Linked DNA regions of Mus musculus: region 2 is linked to region 1. The links are chromatin contacts, called in public HiChIP or PLAC-seq maps. All regions are on one chromosome and are shown on one strand. The core of a region is the stretch at or near the end of the contact, and the rest is flanking DNA. Distances in the headings are between cores, read along the strand shown.

Region 1 (7,411 bases), core at 3,418-5,917:
CTGTAGTGAGCAGCAGTTTATACTGGGACTCATAAGTGGTCAATTGCTAAGAGTAAGTGTCTACTGAATGTTCAGGACATCTATGTCAAGCCTCCGAGGCTCAAGAAGCACTATAGAAGGGAGGTGAAAAGAATATTAGAGCTAGAGGAGAAGGAGGAGTGCTGTGAAGGGTTGACTCTGGGACATGACTCGACCATCGTACCCAGGAACTCCCTGCAGCTATCATGACATGCACAACATCAAGTCAGTGACGTCAGCCAACATCCCAACAGGCCACACCAGTTGGACAGAGAGTTACTAACGAAAAAGAAGGGTCAGTGAGAACAAAAAGTGAGGAGGGGGCACCTTATGGGTTTAATGCGGGCAGTGGGAGCGGGAAACTGGGACACATATGATAAAGATGCACCATTTACAAACTGAAAGTGTCAAAGAGTAAGTAAAAGATATTCTGTTTTAACAACTAGGTAGTTGGAGTCGGGTACTTGCTATACAACACTATGTTTAGGTAATTTTCATGCTGATAATATTTCGATGTTCATGTTATGAATAAAAGCCATTAAAATTTCAGTTTATAGAAGGTCAAGTGTTCTGTACAGAATCTCTCCATAATTCAAATGAAGTGATGATCAGATGGGAAATTTAAGAATGAGGCAGTAGTTAGAGGACTGAGAGATGGTGAAACTTAGAATTGGGGTAAGATTTTTAATTACATTAATTTTTAGTATTTGCTTTATTTTATGTGTATGGGTGTTTTGTGTGTGTGTGTGTGTGTGTGTGTGTGTGTGTGTGTGTGTGTGTGTGTGTGTGTATGTATGTATGTATACCCCATGCATGTGTTCAGGGATGCCAGAAAAAGACACTGGATCCCTGGATCTGGCATTGCAGATGGTTATGAGCCACCTTGTAGATGCTGGAAATCAAATACAGATCCTCTGGAAGAGGAGCCAGTAAGTATTCTGAAATATTGAGCCATCTCTGCAGCTCCACTGGTTCGCTTTTTAAGCGGTCGTTTGTGGGCCTGGTTTGAGGGTCACAGCATTTCCATAGTGTAAATATGGAAGCGTGTTACTTCAAAGAGAGACAACGGGGGGAAGAGACTAAGGACAGACACAAGTGCTGCCTGTCTCGGGGAGTCACAAAGAAAGCCTCTGGTGGAGTGACAAGAAGGGAAGTCACTCTCTGTTCCGGTTTGTCAGAAAGAAAAAAAAAAGTTAAAACAGCGCTTTTGCAATGGATGAGTTTACAAAATTGTGAGAAATATGACAAGATTTAAACATGGGATTTTTCAGACATTTTTTTAAAAGATTTATTTATTTCATCTATATGAGTACACTGTAGCTGGCTTCAGACACACCAGAAGAGGGCATCAGATCCCATTACGGATGGTTGTGAGCCACCATGTGGTTGCTGGGAATTGAACTCAGAACCTCTGGAAGAGCAAGCAGCCAGTGCTTTTAGTCGTTGAGCATCTCTCCAGCCCCTGAGACATCTTTTTAGTTTCTTTTTTCTTTGAATTACTTCCCATTGGAAAACTGAGGTTGTTTACTGAAGTGGCTCTTCTTGACACCAAGATAAATAACCAGATATGCATTGTGAGTTTGAAAAAACAAAAACTAGAATACCTAGCCTTGTCCAAACCTAGGCTCTGCCACTAGCCAGATGTGGGCTTTCAGTCAAATGTCAACCCCTGTAACTGTCAGTTCCTTTATTAATTAAAGAGAAAAGATATACTGTCCTAACTCTTTGGGATTGTTACAGGTCTGAGATTGTGCATGACCCAATACCCAATAAGTATCAAAGTACCAAAGGTCAAGTCAGATTAGTGGGGTTATAATTAATCCCTCATTCTAATTCTCTGTATTTCTCAGATTTTTCTACTGTTTTGTGACCATATTGCCTTTTGTATCGAGAAACAAACAAATGAACCGAAACAATAGAATGTATTCCTAAAGAGGAAAGAGAATTCTTACACTCTGCGTTTCCTCTCCCCTCCTTTGTCTCTTCTGGGTCTCTGCTCTTGTCGTACAAAGAACAGCTCTTTTCTGCTCAGCAGCATCCGGAAGACAACATAAGATGGCATTTACTCACCATACTCAAGTAGGCTGCTACAGAGGTCAGCTCTACACCAGGCCTGCGGCGCTTCAATCAGCCTGAGCTGAGAGTAAGAGCTCGGGCGTGCTGGGAGCTCTGTTCTATAGCTCATGGACTCCTGGCCTGTTATTCTCTCACTTGACTGCTCGGCTGGGTGCTCCTAGCTACCCCCTGGTCCTTATCGCCCTTCTTTTAGTTCTTTTTATTCAGCACCAAGAACTGGAGGCTGACACAGGAGAAGAGCCTGCAGTTGGTCTTTGGAAACTGGAGAGAGTGTGGGCGAGTTATATGAAATGAAGCGAAGCTCTGGCAGGAAACTAGCTTCTAATCTTGAAGTGTTCCCTGGTCCTTTTCTTTTCCTTCATAATCTTATATTTGTGGGTCCCTGATCCCCTCTTTGCCTTTCTTGAGTCGCCTTAGCAACTAAGAAGAAACAATGTAGACACCAGGATTTAGAATTGAGTTACTCTAGCAGCAGGAAGCATACATTGTCACATTCGAAGCCACCTAGTTCACCCACTGCTCTTAAGCAATGGTTTGTGCTCAGGGGTGTGAAGAGGTAGGATGTACCAAAAGGCCAGGGGGTTCTGAGTGTGTGAGCTTTCAGAGTTCGGATGATGTTCAGTAGCTTCCTCCCTAGCCACTCTTCTGGCCTGGTTCCCATTTCACTGAAGATGGTTGCCTCTACCCAGCTTCAGATGTAGGGGTAACCTCAAAAATCTGGAGTTACCCCTAAGTACCTTTCCTCTTTCTCATCCCCAGCCAGCTATGCATGCTATCTTACTCTTTCTTTGTCCTGTTCCTCTTCCTCCTCCTCCTCCTCTTCTTCCTCTTCCTCCTTTGAAATAGTTTTGAAGGCATTCTCTTCTATTTCCATTGCTGCTAACTAGTTCAATCTACAATCTTTGGTCATTTGGTTGGGGGAAGTGTGTGTGTGTGTGTGTGTGTGTGTGTGTGTGTGTGTGTGTGTGTGTTCAAATATATGTTCACAAGTATGTGCAGGTATACATGCACATGTATGCATGTGTACATGAAGGCCAAATCAACATTAGATATCTCCCTTAATTTATCTCTATCTTAGTTTGTTTTGTTTTTGAGATAGAGTTCATCCCAGGCTGACCTTGAACTCATGATGGTCCAGTCAAAGCCTCTTGAGTGCCGGGCCTGAAGGCCTATGTCACATGCTTGACTTCAACCATATTCTCATCTCTATAATTGATATCATCCATAAGACGTTATTTTAATATCAAATGGCGGTTCCAAATGACAGCCAGAGAGGATACGGGGCATGGAAAGGCCACACAGATAGTCTGCTCTTTGGGCTTCTACAGAACAAGACATTCTCTTCTGGACTGGATGGGCACAGGATGTACCAAGATGCTGGTGTCTCTCATCAATCTCTGAACATCTCTGCTGAATCCCCCTCTCCTCCTTTAGCCAAGTGACAATAGAGCTATACTCCCCCTGCAACACGAACTCTATGGAAGTAAGAAAAGAACCTCCACATAACCAAGGCTACTTCCCTGAGTCTCTCATGCTAAATCTGGGTCCCATGTGACTATCCAGCCACTCTTTCTACCTTTGCAGCATAATTTTGTGTAGCTTTGAAACAAGGAGACCAACTTTATTATTCACAGAACTGGAGCTGATTAGATTGATCTTTCAGGATGATTGTATTGAGAGGGATAATGAATGTTGTTAATCCAAGCATTGATTGGATGCCTATCGTGTCTTGGACACTCTTCTGGATTTCTGGTGGAACACAACCCTGATTAAGAGATCTCTAACTTTATGGAGCACATAGCCTACAACTTAAATATGAGCAACATTCTGAGGGCTGTACAGTTTGAACAGAAGTGGAGGAGTGCCCTAGAGTCAAGTCTCTGTGACTTAAGCTAGGAATTAAAAAATGGCACCCACTAGTATAATTATTATACAGAGACAAATGAAACAATAGGAATGACACTGAAGCCTTTAGGTGTTATAATTTCCTTATGAGAATAATACTTTCAGAAAAAGATGAAAGGCTATATTGGTATTTCAGGGGCATAATAACCATTACATCAACCATGGTTTCAAGTTGTCTTGGAAACCCTTTCTTTCCCATAAATCAAGTTCTGGGTAGTTGAGTTAGCTTCCACAGTATGATTGATGGCTCAAATCTGTATCACTTGACTTTCTTAAGCTGAGTGTGAGATTCCACTGCAGAGCAGCAACTTCACTGAGGAAAGGACCCAGTAGCATTTATGGGAACAGCGCCAAGCTCCCTTCTTTTGTCTGTCTGCCAGAGCCATTGTTTCAAATCTTGCTCAGGATGCTGTGGAAACAGAATCAGCATGTAACATCAAGGATGCTTTCAGCTTTTCCCAGAGCTGGGTCTTGGCTTCCTTATCATCTCACAGCACAGCTCTCTCTCTGTCTCTCTCTGTGTCTCTGTCTCTGTCTGTCAAGAAATGGAAGTTATTTACTGTAAACTACATAGTCTCCTTTCTAGGTTGAAACCACCATTCTTCCTGTTTCTCTTCAGTGTCAGACAATCCAGGCTCTTGGGTGGGGAGAGCATGAAACTACCACCTAGTGTTTGACTGGGGGAGGGAAGTGGCCACAGATGTCACCATCTGTGTCAGAAGTGTGCAAGTATTTAGCAGGAAGCACCCTACATTTTCCAGTAAAGCAGAGTGACTTATCTGAAAAGATGTTCCTCATTCAACATGCAAGAATGACATGTAAGATCACTTTTAGTAAGCCTCCCGGTCCCACGCTATGCAGAAGAGACTTCTTAACATTGCCTGTATCTTTATGTGTTGATCTTTTTTTGTTTTGGTTTAGGGAGGGTTGTTTTTGTTTTGTTTTTGTGTTTATGTTTGTGTGTGTGTACCTGTGTGTTTTGATCTTAATGATATTTACTTCTTTTTCAAATTTACTTTTATTTGTGTGTGAGTATATGTTTGTACATGTTTGTGTGTGTGTGCACATGCATATGCTGGTCTGCAGAGGGCAGAGGCCAACATTGGGTGTCTTCCTCAGTCAATCATCCTGCAATTTATTTTTGTGACAGGGTCTCTCAGTGAATCGAGAATTCACTGACTAAGCTGGGCTGCCTGGCCAGCAAGCACCAAGAGTCTTCCTGTCTCTACTCTCTCTGTGCTGAGATTACATGTGTGGATCAACACCCCCATCTTTTTATGAGGGTGCTGGGGCTCCAAACTCAAGTGCTCATGCTAGCGTGGCAAGTGCTTTACTGACTGGGCTATCTCGCCAGCCCCTTAAAGGTTTCCCTAGTGGCGAGTGGTTTGTACAATTAGCGTAGCATTATACTTGGTGCTTTATATTCTCTCAGTTAATCATCACAGTAATCTGCTAGGTAAACGCGTCACTGTCTGGCTTGTGTGTGGCTTGCTGCTTCAGAGTGGGCAAGAGGCTCATTCAAAGCAATTTAACTGCGAAGATTCAGGACCAGTGTGGTGATGAGAGAGCTTCTGGCCTTTTTACTCTCTTAACCCATCGCCTCGCTTGTGGGGTCTCATCCATTAACTGTGTCCTCATCTGTTGTCCTCTATAGAGGTTTGTAAATTCTATAAAGGGGAGACAACTTATTTTGTTATTAGATTCCTCTGCACAGAGCAGAGCACTAGTGATTCAATAAATAGTTTTTAAGAAAAAATATACAGGCTCTTGTTCTCTTGCTCAATTTCCTGCTCCTGCTCTGTCCTCTCATCCCCCCTCCCTCCACGTGCTCATGGCCAGCCTCTACTTCTCTACTCTCTACTCCTCTTCCTCCCCCTTCTCTCTCTCTCTGCTTTTCTCTGCTTCTACTACCCTCTTGACTCCCCTCCCCATGCCCCGAATAAACTCTATTCTATGCTAGAAAGAAAGAAAGAAAGAAAGAAAGAGAGAAAGAAAGAAAGAAAGAGAGAGAGAGAGAGAGAGAGAGAAAGAAAGGAAGGAAGGAAGGAAGGAAGGAAGGAAGGAAGGAAGGAAGGAAGGAAGGAAGGAAGGGAGGAAGGAAAAGGAAAGAAAAATATACGGTCTAGGTTCAATCCCCAGCATTTTCCAAGTCAAAATGAAAACAAAGATACATGTATGCAAAACAGAATATAACACTATAGCTTGGATGTCTGGCTCCTTGTGCAAAATTACAGAAAGGCCTTCCCTTCGAGGAAAAACAACTGTCCATCTGTCTGTCTGTTTTTTGTGGTCAATAGAAAGTACAAGTGGAGGTCAGAGGACAGCTCTGCAGAGTTAGTTCTCTCTATCACTCGGGATCGATTGAACTTAGGACATCAAACCTGTTAGCAAGCACCTTTTACCCAGTGAGCCATCGCAGCAGCTCAAGGCCTTCTTTTTTACGATGAATAATGAATCTTATCAATTTATGTAGTCAAAGTGTTGCTAGCATTGCAAAGGCAAAACAAAAATCCACTTTCCACTATGGTTAGAAATCACACATCCTTTTGTCCACTGCCAGGGAACATAGAATAATTCCATTCTTAGCGTGCCTCTCTGAAGACATGTAGTTGTTCACATGTAGATAGAAAAACTTGATGTTCTTCACAAATAGGAATGTGGTGGGAGTTACTATGCAGAGGGCATGCCAGAAAGCTCCCCCTTGTCCCAGCTTGGCTCGCTTGGAGCAAATGCAGAAAGATGGAGTTTCCTCCCAGCTGTTCCAGTTTGCCATCTTGAAAGGACCTCTCTGACTGGGGTGGAAGATGCTTAGAAAAAAGTGGGTGTGGAGGGATCAAAAAGCCAAGAAGAATCGCAGACCAGAGTGTTTCAACAATGACCCACAAGTACTGAGGGTTCCCAGTGCACCAGACACCGGTGGGTTTTGTCTTAATCCTTGTACGAGGCTAGGGGCTGGGTATATTGTACATGTAGAGATGAGGTTTAGAGACATTGAACAACTTGTTCATTTTCTCCCTGTCAGTAGACATAAATCTGGGAGAACTGGACTAAAATCCAGCTGACTCCAACTCTGAGCTCTCAGACATTAACGCTAATTTTTAACTACACGTAATTAAACATTTTACCTGTTCCTTGTAGAGCAAGGACTGAGGGCTGGTTACTAACACATCATTACACATCATCTAGTGTCGTTATTTACAATTATATAGAAAATAGATGCTATCCACGTTACAGAATTTATTGTTCATTGTTAACCTAAGTTCTGAGGTGTCGACCTCTGCAAGGTAACATACTTGGACATCTGGGTTAACTCCCCCAAAACCGACAAGTTTACTCAAGAAACAGATGTGCAGAGCTGACACACCAGATAAGCAGGGCCCGTTCCTTGGGTCTGACAGAAATCACCATCTGT
Region 2 (7,111 bases), core at 3,190-5,689, 290 kb before region 1:
TGTGTCCTTATTCTGCTCAGCTGAAACAGGAAACAGTAAAGATAGAAAGGTTACCTCTCTATGCTATAATCTATACCCTTCTCGGTGGCTCCTATCAATAAGGGCTCAAATCTGAACCTCAGGCCTCCCAACTGCCAAGATGACCACTGGGTCTCAGGACCAAAATGATAGTTGTGAGAGAAATTAGTAGATTTCCCTGATTTCAGATCCTTGCTTCCCAGTCTCCTAAAAGGATAGGCGTGCCTTTAAAGGTACAGGCACCCTAGAGATCGATGAAGCAAAGTTCTAACCTCCTTTAGGTTAATATGACCTGAATTGGAGGCAGGATTGGATATCCTTAGGCAAGAGATGCTCAGAGTGGGATCCTTATCAAGCATTAACTCAGTCCCAATCACCAGCTAAATGCAATGCTTGACTCTGCGGTACAAAGGTGAACAAACGATCCTAATTTAGGAGGTCCCTTCCCAGTGCCTCTCCTGTCCCGTAGGTCTGTCCACAAATCCAAATTCTAAGTTCTCCACTCCACACTGCTTGAGTGTCATCACCCCATAAAACCTCTGTGCCACGTCTTCAGGAAGGTTTCCTGCCTCTCAATACTCAGCACTCTCTTCCCGAATCTCTGTAATTAGCACCAGCTGAGTGGTGATTAATGACCAAGAACTGTGCTGAGGTTTTTTTTTTTTTTTTGTGGACATTATCCTATATGGTGAAAGGTATTGTCCAAGTTTATAAATTTGGAAATTGGATATTAAAAAGCTCAAGAAAATTGCCCAAGGCCACATTGTACATGCCAAGAATATGTTCATCAGTGTTAAGATGGGACAATGTTGGGGCTTCCAATTTCTAAATGAATTCCAAGGTGGAATCTATCCCCTATTGAACTTGCCATAGGTCAGTCTAGCATCTTTGATTGCAAATGGAACCACAGTACTAGCCAGTACCACCCAAGATTTCTTCTGAGCTGAATATGCTTGAAAACCAAGAGAGCTGGAGGCAGCACACTTTACATGCTTAGAGGTCAAAAACTTATCTGAAATAAGTATGACACAGTCCAAAGATTTTCACTCCTAGCTCTGCCATTTAGCAATAGTATGACTGCTGGCAAGTTAACCCTAGTTGCCCGATAATATTTATAGAAAAAGTATACGCATCTTACAAAATTGCTTCTACAGTTAAAAATAGATAATTAGCATTCATTATATATCAAATGCCTTAAAGATGCTATTTTTCTTTGTCTATAAGCTAGATCTAGAGTCTTACAATGATTAATCTTGAGTTACGCGACAAAATGAAGTAGTGACATAAAAAGAATTCTAAATAAAATAGTCCTTTAAGTGATGTGTTTGGATGATTAAAGAAGAATCACGTTCAAGATCATTGAGTATGAGACCTGATTTCATATGCACATGTGCATGCACACACACAGTGACCCATACAGACACATACATATGCACACACACACACACACACACACACACACACACACATACACACACACACAAAGCCAAAGAAAGACATGCACATTCCTCATAATTCCCCAAGCACCAAGGCTACTACATTTAAAGGTGGTACCCAAACAGTTGTCTTCCTCTACAGCCTACTACTTAGCCCTGCCCTCATCCATCCAAATTCAAGGTAAGAGGATTTTGACTGAGAAGGCCATACACTATGCAAAGCATAGCCAGGCACAGGTGGATTGATTTCCTTCCGCATATTTCAGTGAAGAGTCTCACACCCTTTCCCACCCTCCATCCTAAACAAATGTCAGCTGTGACCTCACCTGCCGCTGGGAGCTTCTTCCTTCTCATGGATGCTCTGATGATGTCAGCACCGTGGATTTTGTCCCTGTGTCTTTTTGCCTTAGCTTCATAAAACCATTGGCCACTCATATTCTTTAGTTGTTGGTCATCCTTAATTTTTTCAGGCAGATGTCTGCAAAGGGAAAAAAACTTTACTTGTCTGAGAACACACAGTAAATAAATGAGCTCACTGTGATACTACATGAAGAGATTTGTAAATACACAGGCAAAATGAAGCTCTTCCTAATTTATGTGCCACAAACTTCCAAGATGACTTACAAATGTTCTGCTTTGACTAAAAAAAAAAACTAATCAGAAATGTCAGGCACTTTTTAAAAAAAGATTTTACTGTTATGTGTATGACTCTTTTGCATGTACGTAAATGCACAATGGATATTTATTGCCCACAGATGCTAGAAGAGGTCCCCCTAGAACTGGAGTTGCAGGTGCTGGGATTTGAACCCAAGTCCTCTCTGCAAGAGCAGCAGGTGCTCTTAACTGCTCTGCCTGACATTTCTCAAGAGCCCAATCACATCTTGGTTGCAGTCTTCTCTAGTCAAATGGGCACCCTTGAGAGGAATGATGGAGAGCGCATCCCTGGCCATCTTCCTCACCTGCATAATGGGGGAAATACCCCATCTCATAGGGTTTCCTGTTGGACTAGTGTGTGATGAGCAGCTCCCAGGCTCTTCCCTTCTCAGTGAAATGAGTTTCCCAAGCGACTATCCTGAAAGCCTGGAAGGGGAGGGGGCATGATGCTGTGTGTGCTGAGGCAGGATGAACAGAGGCGGCACAGGCAAGTCCCATCAGTACAGAGGTTGCTTTTAAAGGTTCCATAGTCATCCACGCTCACTGAGCAACTGACACCTAAGCAACAAACTTACTGGTGCCATCCTAAAGCATCCCTAACTTCTGCTGGTTGTGGGAAAAGGTGTTGGAGTCAATGAGTCTTCTAACCTTCACATCCTTCTAGTCAATAAAGTCAGAATTCCAAGTCTGTCTCTTCATCCTCTTAGAGACACCCTCAGTAAAGTCCAATGAAAAGCCCTTGGGAAACTTAGAACTCTTGAAAGACAATGTGTTGCACAAATCCAAGCGGGTTCATTCAAGCTTAGATGCTCCTTGTCTATGATCAAGTCTGTCTTAGCCAGGTAATGTGAGTGGGGCTCATAATGGCTGGGCTGGGGATGAGGACTGCACATAGGCACAGGTGGAAAGGGAAGGAGCTGGAGGGGCCTAGCCTCCTCTTTCTTAAGTATGCTTCAAGGAAGTGGTTCTTTGTCTACCAAACATAAACTCTCCTCTAGTATTGCCTCTCCTGATCACCTAGGAAGAAGTGGTTCTGACCCGAGCATTCTCATCACATTCCTTAGTCACACACCGTCACAAAAGGCTATCTACAAATCCTGACAGGCACAGCATCATTACTTCCCAGGCCTCAGCCACCAAAGGATCAAGTGCTTCAGATAGTTTGCTCATGGCTTAAGGCTCTTGATCAAGCAGACAGTCCCTGCTGGGCTGCTGGCGGTAGTTCTTAATTTTTCTCCTTCCAGAAGAACCACAGTTCTGTCCAATTAAAGAAGGGGAAAAAAATCTACCTGTTCATGATCAGACTGGGCATGGAAGCAGGGCATTCATTCCATATATATTTGCTTAATGTCTTAAACACAATATGCTGGCAGAGGGCAGGAATGTCACTTTTTGGATTTATTTCCCAGAAGGCACTCCCAAGCCCCAGTTGCCAGCACACTCAACTTCTCATTGTTTCCAACACTGCTCTTCTGTTATCTGTAGGTATTAGTGGTAGAAATGTCTGGCTGATACTATAGGCTCTGGAGGCTCTCCCAAACAGGACCAAAGCCTAGTTTGAATTCCACCTAAACATGACAATGGAAAGAGTAGAGAACCATCCTACATTTCAGTCTCCTTGCTTGTAAAGATGGGGAGGATAAGACCTGCTTTTGAAGACTTTTGAGATAATTTATTGGCATGCTAGCCTGGACGTACTTAGCAGTGCCCAGCTCTTGTAAAGAGGCCGATGACCTCTGCACATCTTTGTGTGGCTTTGTCCAGCTGCTCCTCCCACTGCTGCTTCTGCAGACTCAGCCTGAGCACCACAAAGACACACTGTCTTTTTCCTTGTTCCCACAATACCACCCTTCCTCATTTACACAGTATTCCTAGGCTCTGTTTATACATCTCTTTCACTCAGTCATTTGTGGATGCAAGCTCCTTAAAGATAAGGCTTATATCCTTATCACCATTTATAGTTCTGTCATGAAGTACAGAGACTGGCACAAGGTTGGTACCCAGTAACTGTTTGCTGAGTAAGTCATTGAACAATTAAGTGATCAACAGCCACAGTGGTCTGAATAAGAAAAGATACAAATGAAGATCCCATCACTGCCAAGTTTCAGGGGACCAGAGGCCACCATAGTGGCAGAATTTCTGATGAGGTAGGACTACTCATCTCTCCTCAGAACAGGAAAAAACACACCATGACATATGGTAACCTGTTGGTGTACCACAAACCCTCATAGCAGCGACTCCCAGTTTCTCTTCATGAGATTGTTTTTGCTAACCAAAAAGTACTTTGCAATAGAGCCTTTGGAGGTCTTTGCAGCCTTGGTCTCCTCTCATCTTAATAAGCATCTGCAAGGCCCCAGTGTATGCACAAATGGCACCGAGGCTATGTGAGTCACACCCTCAGAGACACATGGCCCCAGAAGCGGTTAGTCAGCATTGTGGTAAGAACAGGGTTTCTGGCTCTTTTGTTTGAAAGTGGTAAAAGAATAAGAATTCTTTCAAATTTAGTGAGAGCCACTTTTGCATTTTCTAAGATGATTATTGCTGTAGGTTTTTAATATTCTCTGGTTTTTTTTCTTTTATCTTGGTCACATGTAATATTCTGGAGATGACTCCCTATATGTAATATCAGAATTAAGTTCAGTCATTTGAATGACCCCACTGTGATGGTACCAACATCTCTTCTAATAGCTCTGCTATTTCTCCTTTCTTCTGAGCTATACTTGAATGAGCCATATTAGCCCTGGATTTTCTAACTGCTGTACCATCTAGCTGAGGGGAAAAGGGTAGATTTCTTAGGACTAACACTGTTTCTGCTCACCACCCTCTCTATACATGCACACTAGCACAAAGAAGAGACCTGCCGGTGGGCAGGTAGGTGGGAGAACATCACTCAGCCCAGAAAAACCACTGCTCTGTCATCCTTTCAGAGCAAGCCTCTAGTTGTTTTTGCCAGCTGAAAAGTACTTTGCGATAGAGCCTTTGGAGGTCTTTGCAACCTTGGTCTCCTCTCCTCTTAATAACTGGCTGCAAGGCCCTGGTGCACACACAAACAGCACAGGCTATGTGAATCACTCCAGTGTACAGGCCTCCGTGCTTCCATTAACTTCCACACAGTCTCCTTGTACAAGCATGACATTTCATCTCACTCTTTCTGTCTCTCAACGCCCCGCCCCCTCCCAATATATTTTAGGAAAGATGATAAGATTCTGTGACTTAAAAATGACCTCATTTTCTATATGAGATGGTTCAAGTCCAGAGAAGTTAAAAGTCTTGCCCAAGGTAGCACAGGGCCAGGCCCAGAAGATAGCTTGACTCTCACCTCTCCTGCATTGCCTGGGAAAGCCTAACAAGATTTTGGATTCTAAGGTAATTGTCACACTTTATTCTTTCTACCAAGGGACTCATGCATTGATGGAGAGTCTAGAAATCAACAGACCTAGAAAGAAAGTGAATTGAAATGTCCCTTAAAATGATAAGAAACACATTTTTGGGGATGTGGGCAGACCACAGATGCCCATAATCTGCAGAGATTCAGCACAAAGTGGGAACGCACATGGGCTTTCCTGGTGGACCAGCAAGGCTGTCATCTTGCAGGCTGCTTACTCTCTTCCACTCTATTTTCCCATCTCTGGAAGGAGGTTGGACTACACCACTCTGTGGAACTCCCTGAATGCCGCAGCCCCCAGGACTTTGCTTTCAGGGAAACCTCCACCAGAAGTCCTGGAAGCTAATTCTTCAATGAAAAAAAAAACTGTCTTTACTTAAAAAGAAGCAACATACTAAAAAAGCATCTGAGAATCATATGATGTGGTGGAGGTTGAGATGGAATCTACTGAAGAAAAAAAAAAAGGCCCATCTCTGTAGATGTGGTTGTATGCATATGGGGTCAGGACGTGGTGCTGGGGTGGTGTTCAGACAGATACGTACAGCAATTTCCTGCTGGCAGGGTGACGCAGAGCACAGGAAACGCCACCTCGACAGTGTGTCATTTTCAAACCATAAAAGTCTAAAATTACACATGTGTGTGTATAGTAATGTTCCCCCTCAAGGGTGGAAGAGTCAGACAGAGGGACAGAGTGGAAGAGAAAAACATCTATCCTGATGTCTGCTTCTCTGTTCACCTATCAAACATCTCCACTCAGAAGTTATGGACACAAGGTGAGAGTAACTTGAGTCCAGTGCTTGTGACTGAAGTAAAAATAGCACAGAAGACAGATGTGCGCTCGGGGAGCTGATGTGTGCCTGGATGTGCGCCTGGAGCTGTTGCCTTCCCATGTGCAACCCAGAGATCTTACGAGGACATTCTCCTGGGTCCAGGTCCATGTTGTACCACTAACAGCTTAGGTGGTTTGGGAACTGGGCATGTCTCCTGTGTGATACTCATTTTATCATCCATTTAGTCAGCGTGGAAGGCAACATATGACCTACGTCATCCCCAAAGTGTCTTGCGTGGATTTGGAATATGAACACTTCAAAGCAGTAGATGCATGAAAAGTGGCAAACCAGCTTTAATAAGAATATAAACCTTGTCTCTAGCCTTACTGACAAGGGTTCTGAATCAGGGCCTGGTCTTGTAGACAACAGTGCAAGAGCCCTCCACTGTCGTCATCATCATCATGCCTATGGGATGGCTGTATTCCAGAGGCCATAAAGAATTAACATATGAAAGCCATTCACAACTGGAATCTCAGCACACAAGGAGCTGAGATGGAAGGAGAACCCCAATTTGACTACACCACGATTGAGCTACACAATGAGGAACGGGAAGGGGCTAAGAGATGACTTCGTGAGAAAAACCGCTTTCCATACAAGTATGGGTGTCTGTCCTAAATCCTCAAAACCAGCATAAAGCTGATTACAGAAGCACACATCTGTAAGTCCTATATTTCTATAGTAAAATGGGCAATAAAGACAGGAGAGTCATTCATAAGATACCATCCTGATGGCTTTAGTGGTGAACAACAAGAGACTGTGCCTTAACATATATGCAAGTGGTGGGCCAG

Evidence for each region. HiChIP or PLAC-seq counts read pairs in DNA pulled down with a chosen protein or histone mark.
Region 2: a BATF HiChIP or PLAC-seq map of CD8 T cells shows a contact between it and region 1, with 7 read pairs. The contact joins two enhancer-like sites. A contact is called at or near these places in 3 of 484 Hi-C or Micro-C datasets (CD8 T cells, Th2 cells and natural killer cells) and 3 of 115 datasets of contacts at active chromatin or transcription factors (CD8 T cells, effector CD8 T cells and memory CD8 T cells).

Annotation. Positions count from the first base shown.
Region 1 is chr7:90,065,412-90,072,822 of GRCm38.p6, reverse strand. No RefSeq gene overlaps it. Among named protein-coding and RNA genes, the nearest start is that of Gm32164, 6.0 kb to the right of the region's middle. Within about 2 kb of position 4,667, at least 57 of the 459 cell types and tissues checked have an H3K27ac peak or open chromatin away from gene starts, as enhancers often do. A contact at or near this core is called in CD8 T cells, Th2 cells and memory CD8 T cells, where this site is marked.
Region 2 is chr7:90,352,954-90,360,064 of GRCm38.p6, reverse strand. It overlaps Sytl2 (synaptotagmin-like 2), which reads right to left. Exons shown (of 20, transcript NM_001368878.1): 3 at 1,781-1,932; 4 at 1-20. Among named protein-coding and RNA genes, the nearest start is that of Sytl2, 54 kb to the right of the region's middle. Within about 2 kb of position 4,439, at least 72 of the 459 cell types and tissues checked have an H3K27ac peak or open chromatin away from gene starts, as enhancers often do. A contact at or near this core is called in CD8 T cells, Th2 cells and memory CD8 T cells, where this site is marked.